Regions from separate parts of the Mus musculus genome. Here all the other regions are linked to region 1. Evidence: chromatin contacts called from public HiChIP or PLAC-seq and Micro-C data. All regions are on one chromosome and are shown on one strand. The core of a region is the stretch at or near the end of the contact, and the rest is flanking DNA. Distances in the headings are between cores, read along the strand shown.

The links. Hi-C and Micro-C count contacts between places; a contact is called where the count stands out from the background. HiChIP or PLAC-seq counts read pairs in DNA pulled down with a chosen protein or histone mark.
Region 2: a contact with region 1 is called in a Micro-C map of embryonic stem cells, with 4 times the contacts expected there. The contact joins the promoter of Rnf130 here to the promoter of Cnot6 in region 1. A contact is called at or near these places in 3 of 39 promoter capture datasets (cranial neural crest, maxillary cranial neural crest and pre-B cells), 4 of 484 Hi-C or Micro-C datasets (CD4 T cells, CD8 T cells and embryonic stem cells) and 1 of 115 datasets of contacts at active chromatin or transcription factors (embryonic stem cells).
Region 3: an H3K27ac HiChIP or PLAC-seq map of acute myeloid leukemia shows a contact between it and region 1, with 2.8 times the contacts expected there. The contact joins the promoter of Zfp62 here to the promoter of Cnot6 in region 1. A contact is called at or near these places in 3 of 39 promoter capture datasets (the 3T3-L1 cell line, cranial neural crest and second pharyngeal arch cranial neural crest), 3 of 484 Hi-C or Micro-C datasets (the N1E-115 cell line, embryonic stem cells and uterus) and 2 of 115 datasets of contacts at active chromatin or transcription factors (acute myeloid leukemia and memory CD8 T cells).

Annotation. Positions count from the first base shown.
Region 1 is chr11:49,711,468-49,714,167 of GRCm38.p6, forward strand. It overlaps Cnot6 (CCR4-NOT transcription complex, subunit 6), which reads right to left and starts at 1,255. Exons shown (of 12, transcript NM_212484.2): 1 at 887-1,255. Gm36411 (a long non-coding RNA gene) reads left to right here and starts at 2,005. Exons shown (of 4, transcript XR_879826.3): 1 at 2,005-2,700.
Region 2 is chr11:50,024,065-50,026,764 of GRCm38.p6, forward strand. It overlaps Rnf130 (ring finger protein 130), which reads left to right and starts at 1,267. Exons shown (of 9, transcript NM_021540.4): 1 at 1,267-1,583. The coding sequence starts at 1,337.
Region 3 is chr11:49,201,873-49,204,813 of GRCm38.p6, forward strand. Zfp62 (zinc finger protein 62) reads left to right here and starts at 1,420. Exons shown (of 4, transcript NM_009562.3): 1 at 1,420-1,666.

The sequences.
Region 1 (2,700 bases), core at 5-2,504:
AATTTAGACCTAGTAGTCAATCAGGCAATCTACCTGTAAAACAGGTTTACCTGTACTCAAATTCTAGCAGATTATTTAAACACAGTAACAAGATGGCCTGTGCACAATGTTGTCACTTGCAGAAACAGTTAAAAGTAAAGAATTACAGTTGCTTATGAGCAGTCTCTGAAGACCGTTGTCAGGGTAGAAAGAGTCAAGGCGGGGGGGGGGGGGGGGGGGAAGGGGGGGTCACCAAAGTAAATAACCACTGTCTTTGAAACTAGGTTAAACTAGGGAAATTTTCTTCCAGAAATTAGTACTTGAGTCCTGAGTCCAATAATCTCTTCAGCTGATAATCACTTCTTTGGCCACGTAATCCGCCCCGCCCCTACCAATATCTGCGTTAAACGGACTTTAAAATACTTTAGGAGAAAAAGGGTGAGCATTAAGTCAATCCACGGAGTGCCAAGTTCCACGCCGCACAGTGCACACCCCCCCCCCCCCAGCACAGCCACTTCTCCAAAGTTGCCACCGGTTTGTCCCTAGTCCCGGCACCCCAGCTCCTCTCTTGAGGTGCGTGACCGGCCGGAGGCGGGGGTCCGAGAAGCCAGGGTTCACGCCACCGCCCTCTGTACGCCACCGCACTGCCGTCAATCAACACTCCCACCCCCCACCCCCAACCCAGGCCGAGCCCCGGGACTCCGCGCGGGGGGCGCGGCCAGGGGACCGACGGGATGGCGATCGCTGTGTGTGAAGGAGGGGGACGGACAGACGTCACTCCGAGAACTCCTAAGTTGTGCGCGAGTGCGCGCTCGGGGTCCCCGCCGGGGCGCGACCCCTGGGGGGGGATGGGGGAGCGCAGGCAGCAGAGCCTCGGCGGGACGTCGCTCGGGCCCGTCGCGCTCACCTCTCGAGCTGCGCCGCCTTCCTCCGCCGCTGCCGCCGCCTCCTCCCGATGAGTGCAGCGGGGTCTGCCCTGTGGAACCACCATACCAGTCCCGCCCGCTGCTGCAGCGCCTCCGCCGCCGCTCTTTGTTCCCCCTCCTCGGCCGCCGCTCCTCAGCCGCCCGCCTCGGCCGCCCCGGACCCCACGAGCCGCCGCTACGCTCTGCCGCCCTCTCGGACCCCGGCCTCGCCCTCCTCGCCGCGCCGGCCGCCGCCTTCGCCTCCGCGCCGTCGACGCCGCCGCCACCGACGCCGACGCCTCCTCTTCCGCGCCCCCCTCGTTTTCATTGAAAGCAAACAAGCATCATGGCGGCGGCCGCCGTCCCCCTCCCACCCCAGCCAGCGAACGCCCCGCTCACCGCCGCCTCTCCAACATCCCGGCTTCTCATTGGCTGACGCTGCTGGGCGCGACTATCCCGCGTCGTGCGGGGGTGGACTCTTGGCAGCCCGACGCTTTAGCCCCGTCCGCGTTCCCCCCGGTCTCGGAGCAGTGAGCCGGCCCGGCGCGCTCCTGCCCGCCCTCCCAGCCTCTCTTCCCGCTCTCTCTGCGCCTTTCCTTCTCCGCGCCTTCTGTCTCCTCCTCTCCTAAAGCTGTTTCTCCGCGGTTTAGTTGCTCTTTTTCTTTCTCGTCCACTTTTATCTCCACTTTACCCTTGATTTTTTTTTCCTCCTCTTGATTCATTTTGCTTTTTCCTTGGCCTGTCAATCACTTGGGAGCACAGATTAAATTCTCAGACGTTTAACCCTATCCAGTGTCTTGATCTTCCGAGAAAGAAAACTTACACTCTTCAATAGTCAACTAATTGTTCCTGCCCTAACTATGCAGGAAAAAAATAATTAATAGGCAGGGTTTGTTTGTTTTTTAAATTATGGGGTCCTAATTTAAGTAACGAACTATAGCTGCATTCGAGGGCTAACATAGTCTACTCAGGACATGTGGTTTCAGGTAAACCGGAAAAGGAATGGGCTGATTAATGATACTTACATCAGGAAAAAGTACTTGGCTGGTATTCAGGACACAGGGATTAATCAAGCTCCACCTTGTCGAGTCAGCGTCATGGTGTACGGGCAAGAGTAACGCCCAACAGGCTTCAAATACACTGGCGATATAGACTGACAGGAATTGTGTGAAGGAAAATAGCTACCCCGACCTCCGTGGCAGATCAGCCCAGAACTGAGCGTGAAATGGCTTCCAGGAACTAACAAGAAAAAAAAAAATGCCTCTCAAGGAAGCCCATCTTTCGTTCCAGGATGTGGGACTTGCATGGCTGTTGCCTAAGGCAGAAGAGAACTAGGCGAGCAAAGCAGCGAGGGACAAAAGCCTTTCCAAGAACCAGATGTTCTGTTCAAGGCAGTTTGTGTTTGCCTGGCCCCAGCATTGCCTTGAGATCATCATTGCCTGCTATTTGCCAGGATAGCAGTGTCAGTCTAAGCTTCTAGTGCCATGAGACGCTGGAAAAGTTAAGGCAATGGAGACACCCATCATACACGAGGAAATGACAGGCGCAGACGAGCTACCTGAAGATACTCTTAAGCCCTGACCTACTCAGGCTGTTCAGTGCCTATTTCACACAAAGGGTACAACTAGGCGGAGGGGCCAGGGGTGTAGACATCCTGCTGGCCTGTTCCCTTTCCAGTGCTGTGCCCTGGGAACCTGTGCTCCAGCCTAGAGAAGAGGGTTTCTTTGTGTAATTCATCTTCCCAAGGGCAGCTGCACTTTTTGACAGTGACTGTATGCCTCCAGAGGAGCCTAGTTGTGTAACAAAAACCTTAGCC
Region 2 (2,700 bases), core at 17-2,516, 310 kb after region 1:
ATTTCCCATATACTGTTACACCAGTAGTTCTCAACCTTCCTAATGCTGTGACCCTTTAATACAGTTCTTTATGTTGTAGTGACCCCAACCATAAAATTATTTTCGTTGTTTACTCCTTCCTCTACCCTGGTTTTGTATCAGGTGTGTGTGGACTTCTATCACTTCTCGTCAGGGGCATCAGCACCCCACACACTAAAAACCCTTGCTAATACCATACACATTTTTAGCAAAGGGAAGATTAGACCAACAAATGGGAGGGGAAAGGAGATTCATATTAGAGATAGTCTGATGCAGGCTCCAAACATAGCCTGTGACTCTTTGGCAGGCACCTCCGGGGTCTCATCCTGAGAATAGGTACTGGGGTCCATTTCACCCAGTGAGGAGAGGCCCAATTACTGAAGAAACAGAGCAGAGTCCTTGTTAAATGCCGTGGTACTATGCCATTTTACAAAAAGGAAGTGAAGGCCTGTGGCTCTGGGTATTCTGGGGGCGGGGAGGGGGGAGTGGGGGAAGAGGACCATACCAACCTGATGAAGTTAACATCCGTCTCTAACAGACCTTGCTAACCACTCAGATGCCTTATTGGGTCCAAGTCTACTGGGCCCCAAACGCAAAGGCACTCTCCCGACTGATGTCAATTATTGTACAGCATGCAACCAACCCAGTGGAAATGTTAGCTCTCACAGACATTTAATTTAAAACCTTAACGATTAGCTTAGTTTCTTTTAGTGGTATCTCCAACATCTCTATAGGTTCTTGGAAAGCTTCACAGATCCAGGTCATAGCGGGGTATGAAGCCCGGGGCAGTTCACTGAACCCAGTGCCAGCAAGCAGGTGACTGGACCGCCCCTGGCCCTCGTGCGGGAGGGCGGGAGCAGGCAGCGCCTATTGCGCACGCGCAGCGGACGGGTTTGCGCATCGGGCTTGCGCGTTGCCGCTCTGCTGGAGGGAATGGGGCGGCGGCGGGCACGCGCCTGAGGCGGCGTTGCTGACCCTCCCCGAGCAGTGGGGACCACTCCTTCCCACCACTCCGAGTCCTCTCAGGGGCCCTGTCCGCAGGCCTAGTCCCTGGGCATTCCAGGTGCCCTGACAGCACACGGCCTGACGCGCCGTCCTTCCCCTGAGAGATCCACGGGCGCGCACTCGCGCGCGGGCCGCGGACGTGAGGGCGGCGAACGGCGGAGCCGCGGCGCCGAGGAGGGCCGTGCTCGTGCCCGGCTCGTTTCGAGGCGCGCGCGCGCTCCCGCCGCAGCCCGGGCCGCGCCCGCCCCGCCTCTCAGCACCGGCCCCGGAGCCCGGTCCGCGAGCGGCGGCGGCGGCGGCGGCCGGAGGGACCATGAGCGGCGCGGCGCGAGCGGGCCCGGCCCGGCTCGCGGCGCTGGCCCTGCTGACTTGCAGCCTGTGGCCGACGCGAGCGGACAACGCGAGCCAGGAGTACTACACGGCGCTCATCAACGTGACGGTGCAGGAGCCCGGCCGCGGCACCCCGCTCACGTTCCGCATCGACCGCGGGCGCTACGGGCTCGACTCACCCAAGGCCGAGGTCCGCGGCCAGGTGCTGGCACCGCTGCCCATCCACGGAGGTGAGGCCGGAGCCGAAGCCCGAAGCCGGGCGGGGGTCGCGGGGGCGGCGTGGCCGGGGGTCTGCGCGCCGTTCGGCCGCCGGCCCAGGGGGCTCGAGGTCCTCGCGCTGTGGAGCCTGGCCTGCTCCCCGCTGAGGAAAGAGGCTCCAGAAACCCTGCTGCATTTCACCCTAAAACTAAAAGAGAGCGAGACTTAGAACGTCCTCCTCTTTTTCATTTAGTTAGCTTGTTTACTGGAGGGCACTGGAATGCGAGTTTTCAGGGACAGTTGAGACAAAGGAGGTGGTGCAGGGGCGCAGAACTAGTTCATGGTGGACGAGATGCTTAACCTGTTTTTTGGAATCGGTAGGTTTGTTCCTGAAATCCCACGGATTTAACACTGCAGTGAATCTCTAGGGATCAGAGCCCCCCCCCCCATCTACTCCCCCTCCCCCTCCCTCTCCCCCCAGTAGTGGCTAAGGGGAGAGGGTCCCTGTTGCTTTTGGTTTTCTCTGGCCCCGATAGTTGTGCTGTCATGAAACGCTAGAGATTTTCACATTATAAAGAATGTGAGAGTAGCTGAACTAGTAGCCAAGTCTTTGGTCACGGGTGCCCATCCAGAAGGAAAAAAGGTAAAATGATCAGGAATCGTCTTTGAAGCCATTTGATTTAGCCTTGGCGTTCCCTTTGTGTATGCTGGCTGTGAATTCTTAATGATTTGGTGTAAACTGGTATTTGTTAATTACTGGCCGTGTTTTAAAGGACATTTCTCCGTGGAGTGTGACATTTGGGGACTTTGGCAGGCTGGACTTCGGGGAGATGTCTCCCATCTTCTATATCCTCCCGTTCTCACCTTACAATGTTGAGAGGATTAAAAACCAAAATTGCTATTCGTGTTCAGATGACCTAATCTAGGCAATAGTGTTTGCTTTTATAGTCTAAAATATTAAAATATGCTCTCTGAGCTCGGTATTTGTATAACATATATTAAGCAGTTGTTGTTGAGGCATACTGGCTTGGGGCATAAGGTTTTACTGTTGTCTTTCTTCAACTTAGACTGGGCTCTTAAACGGTCATTTTTACACCAGTGTATTTCTTATTCCACTAGGTTAGAAGCAGTACTTAAGGTCCCTATTTG
Region 3 (2,941 bases), core at 170-2,669, 510 kb before region 1:
GTTACCTAATCAAGATGATTTATTTAGGCTTTATGATCCTTTGCTATCCTTTACTAAATAAAAGTGTCCCAATCCAGATATAATTATTTTTATACTTAATTATCTAAAAGGAAAAACAAACAAACAAAAATCCAAAATCTTGGAATGTGAGCAGGCCAGCCTAATGTGATAGCCTTTAATTTAGACTATGGACTCTTCTAGAGGCCTCAAAGAAGTGCCCAAAGCTCTTCCCAGAGTTGTGCTATCCAGTAAGTGGGATCCTAGCACTCATGTGGCTATTTCAATGAAATGTAATTAGACACTTGGTCTTCAGTGGCACTGGTCACATTTGAAGCACTTGTAGCTGTGTCTCAGCTACTGTTTGGGTTGTAGAAGAATCCCCCAACAACCCCTAACTTGTCCATGTTCTTCTCCATAACTTGCTGCTTGCTGGCCTGACAAGGACCTAGGACCCTGCTCCATCTTGGGCTTCACTGTTTTCCTACTCTGCTGGACATTACCGCAGACTTTCCACTTGCCCTGACCACCTTAGAGATGCATAGACCTTAGTGCCCAAATGCAGTCGAGATACTACTACACTCAAATTGCCATTCCTTCTACATTTCCAAGTCATTAAGGTGAGTTAGGGCTTGCCTACAAAGATATAAAAAACAGGAGTAGACTGGTGCAGATTACAGGCTTTAAACTGGAGTTTTGTAGTTACGGGTGGGGGAGGGTGAGGGGGATTTTGTTAGAGGCAGAACGGGGAAGGTAGCTGTGATAGGTTATTTCTCTGCCACCACGGAAAGGAGCCAATTCAAGTTAGATTAGATTAAAGGCAGGTTTACGGAGAAGCTGCTCTCCTGTGGGCGAGTTCACTAGCTCCGAGGACTGAGGCCAGGAAAGTCCCCATGGGGGGGGGGGGGGTGCACTCAGATAAAGGAAGAGAAAAAGAGCAAGCAAGAGTGACCAAAACTTCTAGATTATATAGGGAGGAACCTCTGGGGGAAAGGGCAGCTCAGCCCCTGGGCTGGGAAGTTGAGATCAGGGTATGCCTGGTTGGGACAGATGCTGTTCCCAACATGGAGCCAGGTCTGCTTTGGTAAGTAAATATTCACCTCTGTCGCTTGTCCTCATTGGAAAACAAACACGAAGCTGCTGGTATCCGGGAGAGAGACAGTTACTTTTCTTCTGCAGTCTCCGAATAGCAGGCTTCCTGGAAATTTGAGCTTTGTTGAGGGTCTTGGCTTTGGGAGAGGAGGGTCTTTTAGAAATAAGGGGTATGGGACCCCCATATTCCGCTTTCTCCCAGGAGCCCAGCCCTCCCTCCTAAGACTCTCCCCAGCCTCGCTTGTTAACTATGAGCTCAGCTTCACAAGCAGGAAGTGAAGTATCTATTTTACCACACCACTTGATTATACCCGCCCCCAATGCACCCCGGAATTGCAATAAAAGTCCAAGACAACTAGAACCCCCTTCCTCTCCGGGCAGACCAGCCGGGATTAGGAGGCCAGCAGAGCACCCACAAACTGCGGGTCACGTGCGCGATCAGAGCCCGACCATCGAGTCAGTCCTCCAGCTTCCCAGAGCGGCCTCGGAAGTGCCCCTGCGGCTCGGGTCTTTCCGGCCAGGCAGTCCGCGCTTTTGTCCCGCCGGCGGCCGGGCTCCCGCGGTGCCGCCACAGCCAGTACGTGAGTCCCGGGCTGCCGACGCTCCCGCCTCTCCCCGGCCCGCCACGCCCTTCCCTTCTCTGCCCTCCGGTCCCGGGCGGGTCCTAGTGGGGGAGGGAGAGCGTGACTTTCCACACGCCCTGGGGAGCGTCCTCTAGGAGTGAAGGGGAAGGAAGAGCCCTGGTTCGGGCCCGGCGCGCGGGCAGGCTGCCATCGGAGCAGGCCCTGGGCCGAGGAAGGGCCAGAGTCCGCCCCGGTGTTCCTTGACTGTCATGGCCGTTTCGGGCTTAGAAAGAGGAGAATCCCGATTATTAGCGCCTAAAAATTTGCCCTGATTGCGGTTAAGTTTGTTTCTGAGACTTGGAGATGACCTGATTCGGTCACCTCTTCCCGTCATTTTGGTGGGGGAGAGGTGTTGAGAGACACTTGCGGCTCTGGAAGCAGACCGTTCTCCACTTCCTGGCCCTCTCCTAGGAGAAACTCATCTGTAGAGCAGTGGGTGCAACCGGAGGCCGCCATCTGCCCTACCCCACCCCCACCCCACCGCAAACTGAGAAAGTGTTGGCCTAGGGAAAAGCCAGCGAAGGCACTTGAACCCAAGTGATCGCTTGGGGAAGTCCTGGGGCAGCGGTGTGAAAGAAAGAAAGGTCAGGTGGAGAGAGCCGCGGCTAGTGTGTTATCTTAAGATGGTTAGTCTAGATGGCCAAGACCGTTTGTGTACGCCTGAAGCTTTTGTCTGTCTGGGGTGTGTGTGTGTGTGTGTGTGTGTGTGTGCGCTTTTGTCTGGGGTGTGTGTGTGTGTGTGTGTGTGTGTGTGTGTTTGAATACGTAATGCTCACGTGTCCAAGGCATTAAAATACAAAGATTTTTAAAAAACAAAAATTTAATGCAAAATATGAAAACAAGATTTTCTTTTACTGTTCTCAAAGGTTGTTCTGGGCCCTACCTTAAAAGGTAAACACTTTTGTTAAGATGTTGAGTAGACTTTAAGGACTTCTTCATTTAAATACTAGCAAATATATAAGTCGTTCCTCTTTTATTCAGACAGGTGGTAGCATAATAAGTCCTGCTTCTCTGTTTCTTTTACTGAATCTGTTTTACAGAACTCATACGGAAACGGGTGGGTTGTTTGTTTTACAAACATGTAGCAGATTGGCCATTTTAAAGGATGCTTTAGATAAATCTCTAGACTGCAGTTGATAATCTTTGAGTTGTTTCTAGTGTTTTTTGCCAAATGGTATTATGTGGAATGATTCTGTATTAGGATAAGGATTTTGAAATTAAGAGGGACT